Regions from separate parts of the Zea mays genome. Here regions 1 and 2 are each linked to region 3. The links are chromatin contacts, called in public Hi-C maps. All regions are on one chromosome and are shown on one strand. Each heading gives the region's core, a stretch centred on a gene start, on an enhancer-like site or on the middle of the called end of the contact. The rest is flanking DNA. Distances are from core to core; before and after follow the strand shown.

Region 1 (3,231 bases), core at 220-2,719, 360 kb before region 3:
CACGTACTCCATGTCCGTGATGGTGCACACGGTGTCGAACAGCAGCTTGGGCCGGTCCCGGCACCGGACCACAACGGCGGTGTACCCGCGCTCGGCATGCGTCACGGACACCTCCGTCCGCAGCGAGCCGTCGGGCGGCGCGGCCGCGGCGTGGCCTTCCACTCCCCGATCGTCGAACATCATCTGGTGCAGCCGCCGCTCCTTGTGGAGTGCCAGGCTGCCCGCGCCGCCGCCAGCGCGCACGTCGCTGTGCTCGCGCAGCAGGTTGCCCAAGCGCGCGCTGATGTCGGCGATGCGGGCGGAGTCCTCGATGGCGCCGCCAGTCTCGGCGTCCGTGACGTGCACAACGGCGGCCACGCGCGTGTTGTGCGTCCACAGCTCCGCGCTCTGGACCGCGTAGCCCATGGCCGCGAGCACCGCGCACACCTCGGAGAGCAGGCCCGGGCGGTCCGTGCCCGTGAGCTCGATGGAGGTGTAGTCCCCCGACGGCACGATGCCCACCGTGTTGTGCGCCCCCGGGTAGTACCAGTCGTCCACCTCCAGCGTCTGCGAGGAACAGTACGGTAACTGGGTCAGAATCAAATCATTCAGGAACCCAGAACATTCTGGAACCCGTCGATTACCTTCTGGATGTAGGAGATGGTTGAGGCGTCCAGAACCTTGTTGCCGTCACGGTCGGTGACATTGAACGCTGAAGGACAAAGATGAAAAAAAGAAAGATTCAGACATCTATGGAGTAGCAAAAATAACAAGGCGAAGAAGGATTTGGGTACTAACTGACCATCCATGAACCAGTTTCCATCGGAGGAGAAGTATGCCTTCCGGATGACGAGGTTGAGGTCGGCGATGACCTGGACGACGGCGAGCAGCGTGCCGTGGCTGTTGACGCTGTCTACCTTAATCACGGTGGCGTCGTCGGAGGCCTCGTTGTCGATCACAACCCTGCGATTTTCTTGTCAGTAATCAATCGGAGCAGCGAGACATCCAACCAAAACAGAGGACCATGCTACTCTGTTCTTGGCTTAAGCATACCAAGAAGCAAACCAATTGCACAAATCGGAATGGATTCGGTAAAACAAGAAACTGAAGATACTCGGACAAGAATCGCTCAACCAAAGGTTGAAAAGGAGATGACAACAGCTATCTATGTAGTACGAATGAGTAATAAAGAACCCTATGAAGATGACACCTGAGGAATTGAGGGCAAAGAACCGAAGAAGATGATGGAGGAATCACCTGGGCGGGTTCATCCTCCTGACGAGCTTGGCGTACTCGTCGTGGTCGTCCATCCCCGCCGCCATGAGAGCCATGGAAACCGAGCCTTCACTCGCATCAACAGCTTCAGACACGCAGCCAAGAGCGAGAGCCCCGAGCTATTGCTCCCTCCTCAGGCGGTTCGTCGTGCCGGCCGGGGATGGACAAGGAGGGGGGGACGGCTCGCGTGGTATTGGTGACGCTGATGCGATGCGCTCCTCTCTGCCGGAATAGCTTGGATATTTGTATATATAATGGAGGGTTAGATTTAGTCGCGATGCTGCCCCGCCGTTTAATTGGATAATAATAATTGATTCCGGTATATGTTTTTTGTATTCTTGCTGTTGCTCCTCGTGCTTCATTTGCTGAATTACGAGTTTTTTTAGTCGAGAAACTATTTGGAGGTGGTACTTTTTCAGGATCAAATCAAGAGCCCATGATATTTTAACCCGCTACAACCTTACTAAGGGCTACTTTGAAAACATTAGATCCCCTTCAAGGTTGAAGGAGATTGAGGTAAAAATTAACTAATTTTCTCTCTAATCCCCTTCAATCCTGCAGGGTGTTTGATATGATTTTAAAACCTGTTTCTACTTTAGTAAAATAGAAGCTAAATCAAAGAAGTTTAGTTGTTCATAGCTACTTTGAAAAAAGCAATTATGTCATGTTTGGCATAGCTAATGTTTGTTAAAAAGCAGCTTATCTAAGAAGCTAATGAAAAGTAGTTTCTGCTTGTTAGCTGAACTGATAAGCTGTTGCAGAAGCTGCCTGTTTGACAGAGCTTCTGCTTAAATTTTTAAAAAAACTAAAAATAAGTTGTGCCAAATATGGTCTATAGTACAAATTTAAAAGCATATTTGACTCTACTTTTGTTGCTTATCGAAGTTTGTTATATTAATAAACATACACAATAAATTAAAACTAAAATAGGATTAAAATAATTAAGTGTTATATTAAATGAAATAAAAATATTTTTAATATTTTTAAAAATGAAATTAACAATTTTATTTATTTGTAAAAAATCAGGAACATACATGCCAAATCAGTTTTTTAATAGATATAATGGTTAAGAGATATAGTTAAACAATATACAATTTGTTTATAGTGGACAACTCCCAATGTGGCAACTTCAAATTGGTTCGCGTCATTTGGAAGGTATGTGCTAGATAGATTTTTATTTCTAATTAAACGTGTGTTTCATTTCAAATAGAAGTCTACAAGAGAAAAAGTTTAAGTGACACTGAGATGCCTGTAGAGTGACGGTAAAGATTGCACTAGAATGCTACGATAGATAAGAACCGACTATGGTCAATAGCACAGTCGATAGTGCTGCCGGCCTTAGACCACCTCCGGCTGTCTCCCGGACCGCTCCCCCTGTTTGCTCGAGGTCGAAATGTCGAATGCCCTGGCGTTCTCCAATGGATCCGGATCGGGGGGCCCGGTGAGCAAGGGGCTTCCACTAATTAGTCTATTTAATGGCATAATTAATTTTTTTAGTATATGATAGTATTTTTTAAAACTCTAAATAGTGATGTATAAAAGACAAAATATATCAGTTAAAGGATTGAAGAGTAGAATAGGGGGATGATTGGAAATGAGTAGAATAGGGGGATTAGTTGAGGGGAGAGATTTAAATATAAATAGAAAGTACAAATAGAGTGGATTTAGGAGGGGTAATAATGGCGGGAGATAACCTTAGTTTGTAAAACTATACCCTTATACAGGACTTTGTTTATTTTACATGGGAGTGAGCCAGTGACAGTAACTGCCATGATGTACATTGGCTTTTACAAGATCAGATGATCTGCGTGACGAGCGTACGTCTGCTTCAGAAAATACCTCCACGGCAATTTCGAGAATATACATACATATTTTGTGGTTAGGCGGTGATCGGTGCTGGTGACACGCCAACCCCAAAAGGTAAGCTACTATTCGTCGCTTTTATATATGTTTTGCTAGCTACCATTTCAACCATGA
Region 2 (3,578 bases), core at 566-3,065, 300 kb after region 3:
CATTACCAAAATCACAAACCGCAAGCTGGACCTAGAATCTTTGGGCCGATTATTTCCAAAATCAACTCAAAGATTGGGGGCTTGTGGAAGACAGATATCCCCCGGGTCCACTAGAAGGCTAGAAGGCCTCGCGAAAGGCTTTGAGCCCATTATTTCACAAGGTCATCCCTTCGTAGGCCAGGGAAGGAACTGCTGGCGGAATGGATTGACGCAAGATTGGATGGACTCGGGCCCAGACGACTCATTGGATCTAAGTGTTATCCATAGCATTGATCTGATTCTCCCGCGCAGCGCCCTCAGACGTCGGAACTAAATGAGGATAAGTCGACAGGATTATAGGAAGATAAGTTCAGTCGGTTCACTATTACTTAGGTGCACGTTGTTATCATACCCACATGTAATGCCCCACGGTCGAGTATATAAGGCCTAGGGGGCACCCCATCAAAAGACAGCTCATTCATCAGCCATCTACTCCATTCTCTAGCATCCTTCATACTAGAGAATCACACTGTAACCCACCACATAAAGATCCACACCAGGAAGTAGGGTGTTACGCCTCTCTAAGCGGCCCGAACCTGTAGAAAATTATCTCTCGTGCACCTAGCACGAACCATCGAGCTACAGTCGGTAACACCGTCCTACCCAAAAGCATCTCGAGGGGTAACCCTGGGTGCGCGGTCGGGTCCCAAACACCGACAGTGGGGTCTGAACCCATACCCTGATGGAAGAAGGGCGGGATACACTGGGTGAAGTTGTCTAATCAATAGAACATTATGCTCAGATGTTTTTAATATTGAATATAAATTGTATATATGTATATACATTTTTCTGTAAAATAAAAAATATAATCGTGTCGGGCCGGACCAGCACTACGGGCCCAGGCTACAGCCCAAGCACGACACGACGTTTTTGGCTCTTACAAGTATTAGGTCGTTTCTGATACCACATTGGCGCAATGGACTCCATGATGTTTGAGGTTGATGAATTGGATGGAGCAACAATGATTTGTCACACTAACAGTAAAATGAAAGATTATTTGTTTGTTTTAAACGTCAGTAACTGCTACGTAGTAGCATAATTTATATGGAGCGCATCCAGTTTTTATTGCTCCCTGACTTTAGCAATCACTCCATATTTTGATCCATTTTTTTATAAGTTTGAGTTCATGTGACTTATTTTAGAAACTTGAGCTCACAAACTCTCTTATTTGGTTTTTGTATGGTGAAATTATGTCATTTTATAATCTCTGTTCGTTCAGTCAATCGTTGTGAACTCTTTTCTAATCGCTCACTTCATTGGTCGTGTTGTCACATGTCATATTGCATGGAGTAAACAATAACATCAGTTAGCCAAATTAAGTAAAATATTATACGGAGAGCAGAGACAATCAATAAAAAATCTTGATTTTTTTGGTGAATAGTTTACGTGGATATTGTTGTAAGCCGTCGCAACGTACGAGCAACCGATTAGTAAAGATCAAAATGATACTATTTAACCTTTTGGATGTAAATTTACTCCTTAACCTTTTATAAATCTATAATCATACTAATTAATTGTTCTACTGTAGTGGTATATAAGACTTTGTATATATCTCTAGCTAATATAACACGCGCGCTCTATCGACTAGTACTCTAATTGAGCCGAAACCAGCGACCCTAAACCCTTAACCCTACACGTCATCCTCATTTCTCAGTTCCTTATCGGCGTCCTCCTCCGACCTCCCCACGTTCGACGGTTCGAAGCCTCGGAGGGAAACCACCAAAAATTCTCCCAAAACCCTTCGCTCATTTGGTTTCCATATGAAACGACCGCCAAAAACTTCCTTCCCAAAAAATGAGGCGCCGGAACCTAATTGTGCATTCTGATTCCGACGAGGACGACGGCGAGGGCATGACCACCGCCACAACCCCCGCCTCAGTTTCAGCTTCCGTCGCTAGCGGCGGCGTAAGCGGCAGCGGAAGCGTCGGCCGGCCCTCGCCCCAAAACCTCAGCCCCCTACCAGTCCCCTTCCCGTCACTCTCGCTATCTTCTGCCCCCTTCGTCATCTCCGATGACGACGAGGACGTCGACGAGATCGTGGACCCTGACGGGGACTCTCCCATCGTTGACGCCCCTGAGGTCTTCTCCCCGCCAGCTCCTCCCGCGCTCCATGCTCCCGCTCCCGCTCCCCCTTCCCCTCCCCCTCCTATCACTACCCCGTCCCAGACCCCAATCCCGACTCCACCTTCGGCACGGACCCCGACCCCGACTCCGCCTTCGGCGCGGACCCCGACCCCGACTCCGCCTTCGGCGCGGACCCCGGCCTCAATAGCGCCTCCGCACCCGTCCCCGCTGAGCGGCCGGTTGCGCCCGGTGGACGAGTTCCTGCGGCGGCTCGGGTTGCTTCTGCGGCCGGACTGGCTCGAGTCCTGCGCTGCGGGGATTCCCGGCTTCGACGGCCTCGGTGGTGTTGAGGCGCAGGCCAGGCGGTGCTTCGAGCAGTTTCTCTTCGCCGATATGAACTCTTGCGGTGCTGGGGTGCTGCCGGAGGGCGTCGGGGGCATGCACGCTGAGTTCCTTGATGGCCCCTTCGTGCTTCAGGTTTGACATTGCATAATCTAATTTGTGAAAATGGCATCTTACTTTGCCCTGCTGAGCTATTTACACTTGAGATCCATACTGTTTCTATGCTCCTATTGTGATTTAACTAATTATTAAATCCCCGAAAAATTTGTGGATACTTCTGATTGGTGTAGAATGTATTGATCGAGAAAACGAGGTGTTATAGCAATATTCAAGTTCTTGCTATGAAATTGCTTCTCATTGGTGATCAAAATGGTGAATCAACTTCACATGCTTAAATCATCTTCAAATTTATGATGAAATTCAAAGCAGTTCTCTGTCCATTCCACTCGGTTCCTCACCCTATGCCATACTATTTCTTCTTCTTCTGAATCGAGTAAATAATTAGAAAGAAAACAGAGTGTTGGACACTAAATTTGGCACATGGACGGTCTGGCCTTGTGACCTTGACAGTGCGCAGGAGTAGCCTGAACGGTTCACGATTATAGATTAATTCAGGATAGAGTCCTTATCTTGAGTGAAAGGGCCTCTTGACGAGTGGGTTAGGTGGTCTGAGTAGCACTCCTTAGGTCCTGAGTTTGAACCCTAGTGGGGGCGAATTTCAGGCCGAGGTTAAAAAATGTCACTCGTTGCTTCCTCTGGTCGTGTGCACACGAGATGGACTGACCTATGGAGGCGGATCCTTGTGTAGGGGCTGAGAGGGCTCAAAGCACTAGTAAAAATCTGGTCAATAGGGGGCGGACCCTCATGTTGCATGAGGGGCCAGCTTTCGTGACCTTTCTCGGTCGAGGCTCTAATTGAGCTTCTTCTTAATTTAATACCGTGGGGGCGGTCTTTCCCCTATCGGTCGAGTTTTTTTAGATTCCTTATCTTGTGTGTGGTTATCCTAACAATCTCACGAGAAATTGTTGGATCTCTCATAGGAACGGGTCCAGATCTCCACACTATATATATGAAGGGGTATGACCGATTCAGAACACAATCCAATTACCTTATTTATCTTCATGTCTTAGGTC
Region 3 (3,383 bases), core at 645-3,144:
ATACAGGACAAAAGAAAACGGTAGATGGTCTCCCTTTCTTGTGTAAATGATTTCTCCCGTTTAGTCTTTCTCACATTCATTTTCTCCTTTTTCTCGGTACAATTATCTTATCCCTTTCCTTTTATACACAATATATATCTAGCATAATAGGGGTTTTCCCCTGCTGTATTTCCTTAAAAAACAATATAAGTGAAATGAGGACGGATTCTATATTCCATAACTACTTTATCCATTTGATTCAATAAGGTGGAATCATCCTTCTAATGCCCTTTGAGAGTTTAAGTCCAGGATATCCAGAGACAAGTACAAATTTCAGCAATTAAATACAAACAAACTGCATAGGATACTGAACAAAATCAATCATGATAATTCTGAATGAATGAGCTGCCATTGAACAATATAAGGTGCAATGCATAGCTCGAAAGCAGAGTCAGACTTGGACTAAGCATAGAATACCCAAATTAGTAATGATAAAGGAAAACGTGTTAATATTTAAAACATGTTGGTCCAAATTTCTCAATCGGACAGGCACGGTACTGATTTGTACAAAAAGCATGGATGGTTCTAGAAGCTTTAAGTGCATTAATAAATTAAATGTTTTCCTTTCTCACAAAGAAAAAACAGAAGGTATAAAAAGGCTGGAGCGACAAAAAAAATACCATATGAGCAGGCTCAACAATCCTATAGCTAGTCTTCGCCCGGAACATCTCAACAAAGTCATCTGCATTTGTTAATACACAAATCAAGACACAATAAGAGCACCATGATTGCAAAAGATATGCCTTGCAAAAATCAGGTTTATTACTTAGCATGAGATTGGATTCTTGGCGTCTTGACCCATGATCAACAATGACCACAGCATCCTTATCCCCCACAGCAAAATCCTCCCTCCCAGATGTTTCGGACCCAGGGGCGGGTTTTGGTACGGAGTTCATAGCCAGGTTTCCACTAGACCTTCCAGCTGTCCACAGGTTGACAAAATGGATGGCCTTCCTCACAGCAGTGCTCCTAATGCCAAGAAAAAACAGATATGTTATGAGAAGCAGAGACACAGGAGCAATAGCAGACCGCACAATTTGCCAAGAGGTTAGATAAATGGATCACCTTGAAACAAGTTTTTTTGCAGGAGTTGCGGTAAAGGGCTGGGAGGGGACTGGAACAGGGTGCATAGCTGGGGGGCAGTGGCGGAGAACGCCGAAGAAACGAGTCGGCTGCTCGCCACTGGCCGCTGCCCGAGCCAGCCGCTGGGCGCTTGCCGCCGGGCTGAGCTGGCAGGCTGGACACTGGCCACTGGCCCTGCGGCCAATGCGGATCCAGGATTTAGTGACGCTCCGGGCCGAATTGCATACAATACATCATTCGTGATCCATAGTACTGTACCTTTCAGCAGTTAACTAGCATCAGATTCATAATAGGCTTGTGATGATGAAATGTGAGCTTAGAAACAGTTGAAATTATTACAGACAGACAAAACACTGATGATGTAAGCTAATTAAAACATAAAACTATAAAGAAAGAAACAAAAATATAATAGATGAATGGGACTATCAGAAGATGTAAGTGCACTTCGAAGTGCGGTAGCGGCATTTATGACTTTGCCCCTAGCCCAATAGCTGACAGTGCTATGAAATTGCAAAATAACAACAGAGCGTGTAAACAGGCAAAATCAAGTGGGGCCATGGGGAGCTGGGAGCGTGTACCTCGGTTGCTAGCACCAGGCCACCAGCACACGCACAACAGCACCACCCCGCCCCCGTAGCGCCCTGCCGCACCAAGATCTACGTCTCACCGGAGGGCGGAGGAGCTGGGCAAGGCCGCGAGCAGGAGGCGGTGCTGGCCGGACCGTCGGAGGGAGCTAGGCAGCTGGCCGGACCACCGGACGGAGCCGCTAGAGGACGGAGCCCTGGCGGCCAATTTGGTGAGTGGCGGCGGGACTGCTGTAAAGAATTTGGATTTATGTCATTATGGGAACTGGGTTTCACCCAAATGCCATTATATAAACGTGGCTGATCCACCATTCTTAAACATTGTCTTTCAGACAAAATATCACTTAGAGGGTTATTTAAAACATAACCTTATTTTATTATATTGGCAGCTAGTGGCCGGACACTTTTGGGCAAGAAATCTGTACGCCGCTCAACTCTGGCTCGCCGCATAGCTGGCATTTCCTATTCTTTAAAGACGGTTCGAAACGGCGACGCGCACGATGTCCACGTCAGTGTTTTTTTTCCAGCCGTCCGATGATACATCAACGGCAAAGGAACCATGGCAGTACAACGAAGTGAAATGCAGCTAGCAAAATATCTTCTTCGTGAATACTCTAGACCTGCACCAACTCCAGACTTGCCTGAGGACTTCGCGAACAGCCCAATCAAACAGGACGAGGGGGCATCCAACGTGCGTTGGACCCGGACCCAGACGAACGTCCGATTAAACAGCTAGTGGTCGTGCGATTAAAACACACGACTAAAACAGAAGCGTGGCTTCCATCCGCAGCCGTCCCCACGAGCCTACATACATAGTCCAGACTGGCCTATTCACCGTCGTCCCCTCTTCCTAGGGTCTGCCGGACTCGCCTTTCGCCCCTCGCAGTCGTCCTCATCAATAACTCACCCCTACCTGTGATGTGGGGAAAGGCAAGGGCCGTGACGTCTTTCATGTTTTCTCTGATCTCGTTGCAGCCTAAGGTACGAGGGTGCGATGACCTCAGCCATATTGGTCCTGCTCCGTACCCCTCATGATTTTGGCAGATGTAGTTAGGAAATTTCCTTAGGTCAATTCAAATTATATTATAGAGCCATGATGTTGCATTACATTGTGATACGAGTTATATTAATCAGATTATTTAGCCTGCAAAGCTTGCTGGTGCACAAATTAATTTGTTCAGAAGGTAGGACAGTAAGATATTTGTGTTGCCTTAGATTAGCTTGTCTGGAAGTATAACTACATAGACTTTATTATTGTTAGACATGGCCTTCTTAGCCTCTGTTACTGGATTATGTACACATTCATTTTCCGCCCACCGTAACTTTAATATATGTTGTAAAGTTGGTATGATTCCATATTTTCTTTTTAATTTCGAGCATATATTATTATATGATATGATTAATCTGAGTATTTTTGGTTTAGAACTATTACTATTATTATATGACATGGGTATTGTTGCATATTGCTATTCTTTAAAGACGGTTCGAAACGGCGACGCGCACGATGTCCACGTCAGTGTTTTTTTTCCAGCCGTCCGATGATACATCAACGGCAAAGGAACCATGGCAGTACAACGAAGTGAAATGCAGCTAGCAAAATATCTTCTTCGTGAATACTCTAGACCTGCACCAACTCCAGACTTGCCTGAGGACTTCGCGAACAGCCCAATCAAACAG

What was found. A called contact is a pair of places that touch in the nucleus more often than the background predicts.
Region 1: a contact with region 3 is called in a Hi-C map of leaf, with 4 times the contacts expected there. The contact joins the promoter of LOC100285772 here to the promoter of LOC100193969 in region 3. A contact is called at or near these places in 3 of 25 Hi-C or Micro-C datasets (endosperm and leaf) and 1 of 3 datasets of contacts at active chromatin or transcription factors (leaf).
Region 2: a Hi-C map of leaf shows a contact between it and region 3, with 3 times the contacts expected there. The contact joins the promoter of LOC100274087 here to the promoter of LOC100193969 in region 3. A contact is called at or near these places in 7 of 25 Hi-C or Micro-C datasets (bundle sheath, endosperm, leaf and 1 more).

What each region holds. Positions count from the first base shown.
Region 1 is chr2:70,204,400-70,207,630 of Zm-B73-REFERENCE-NAM-5.0, forward strand. LOC100285772 reads right to left here and starts at 1,470. Exons shown (of 4, transcript NM_001158662.1): 1 at 1,237-1,470; 2 at 782-942; 3 at 624-691; 4 at 1-546. The coding sequence starts at 1,310.
Region 2 is chr2:70,866,788-70,870,365 of Zm-B73-REFERENCE-NAM-5.0, forward strand. LOC100274087 (RecQ-mediated genome instability protein 1) reads left to right here and starts at 1,816. Exons shown (of 9, transcript NM_001148466.1): 1 at 1,816-2,580. The coding sequence starts at 1,834.
Region 3 is chr2:70,562,566-70,565,948 of Zm-B73-REFERENCE-NAM-5.0, forward strand. LOC100193969 (sirohydrochlorin ferrochelatase) reads right to left here and starts at 1,895. Exons shown (of 7, transcript NM_001139037.1): 1 at 1,701-1,895; 2 at 1,105-1,374; 3 at 806-1,008; 4 at 660-721. The coding sequence starts at 1,169.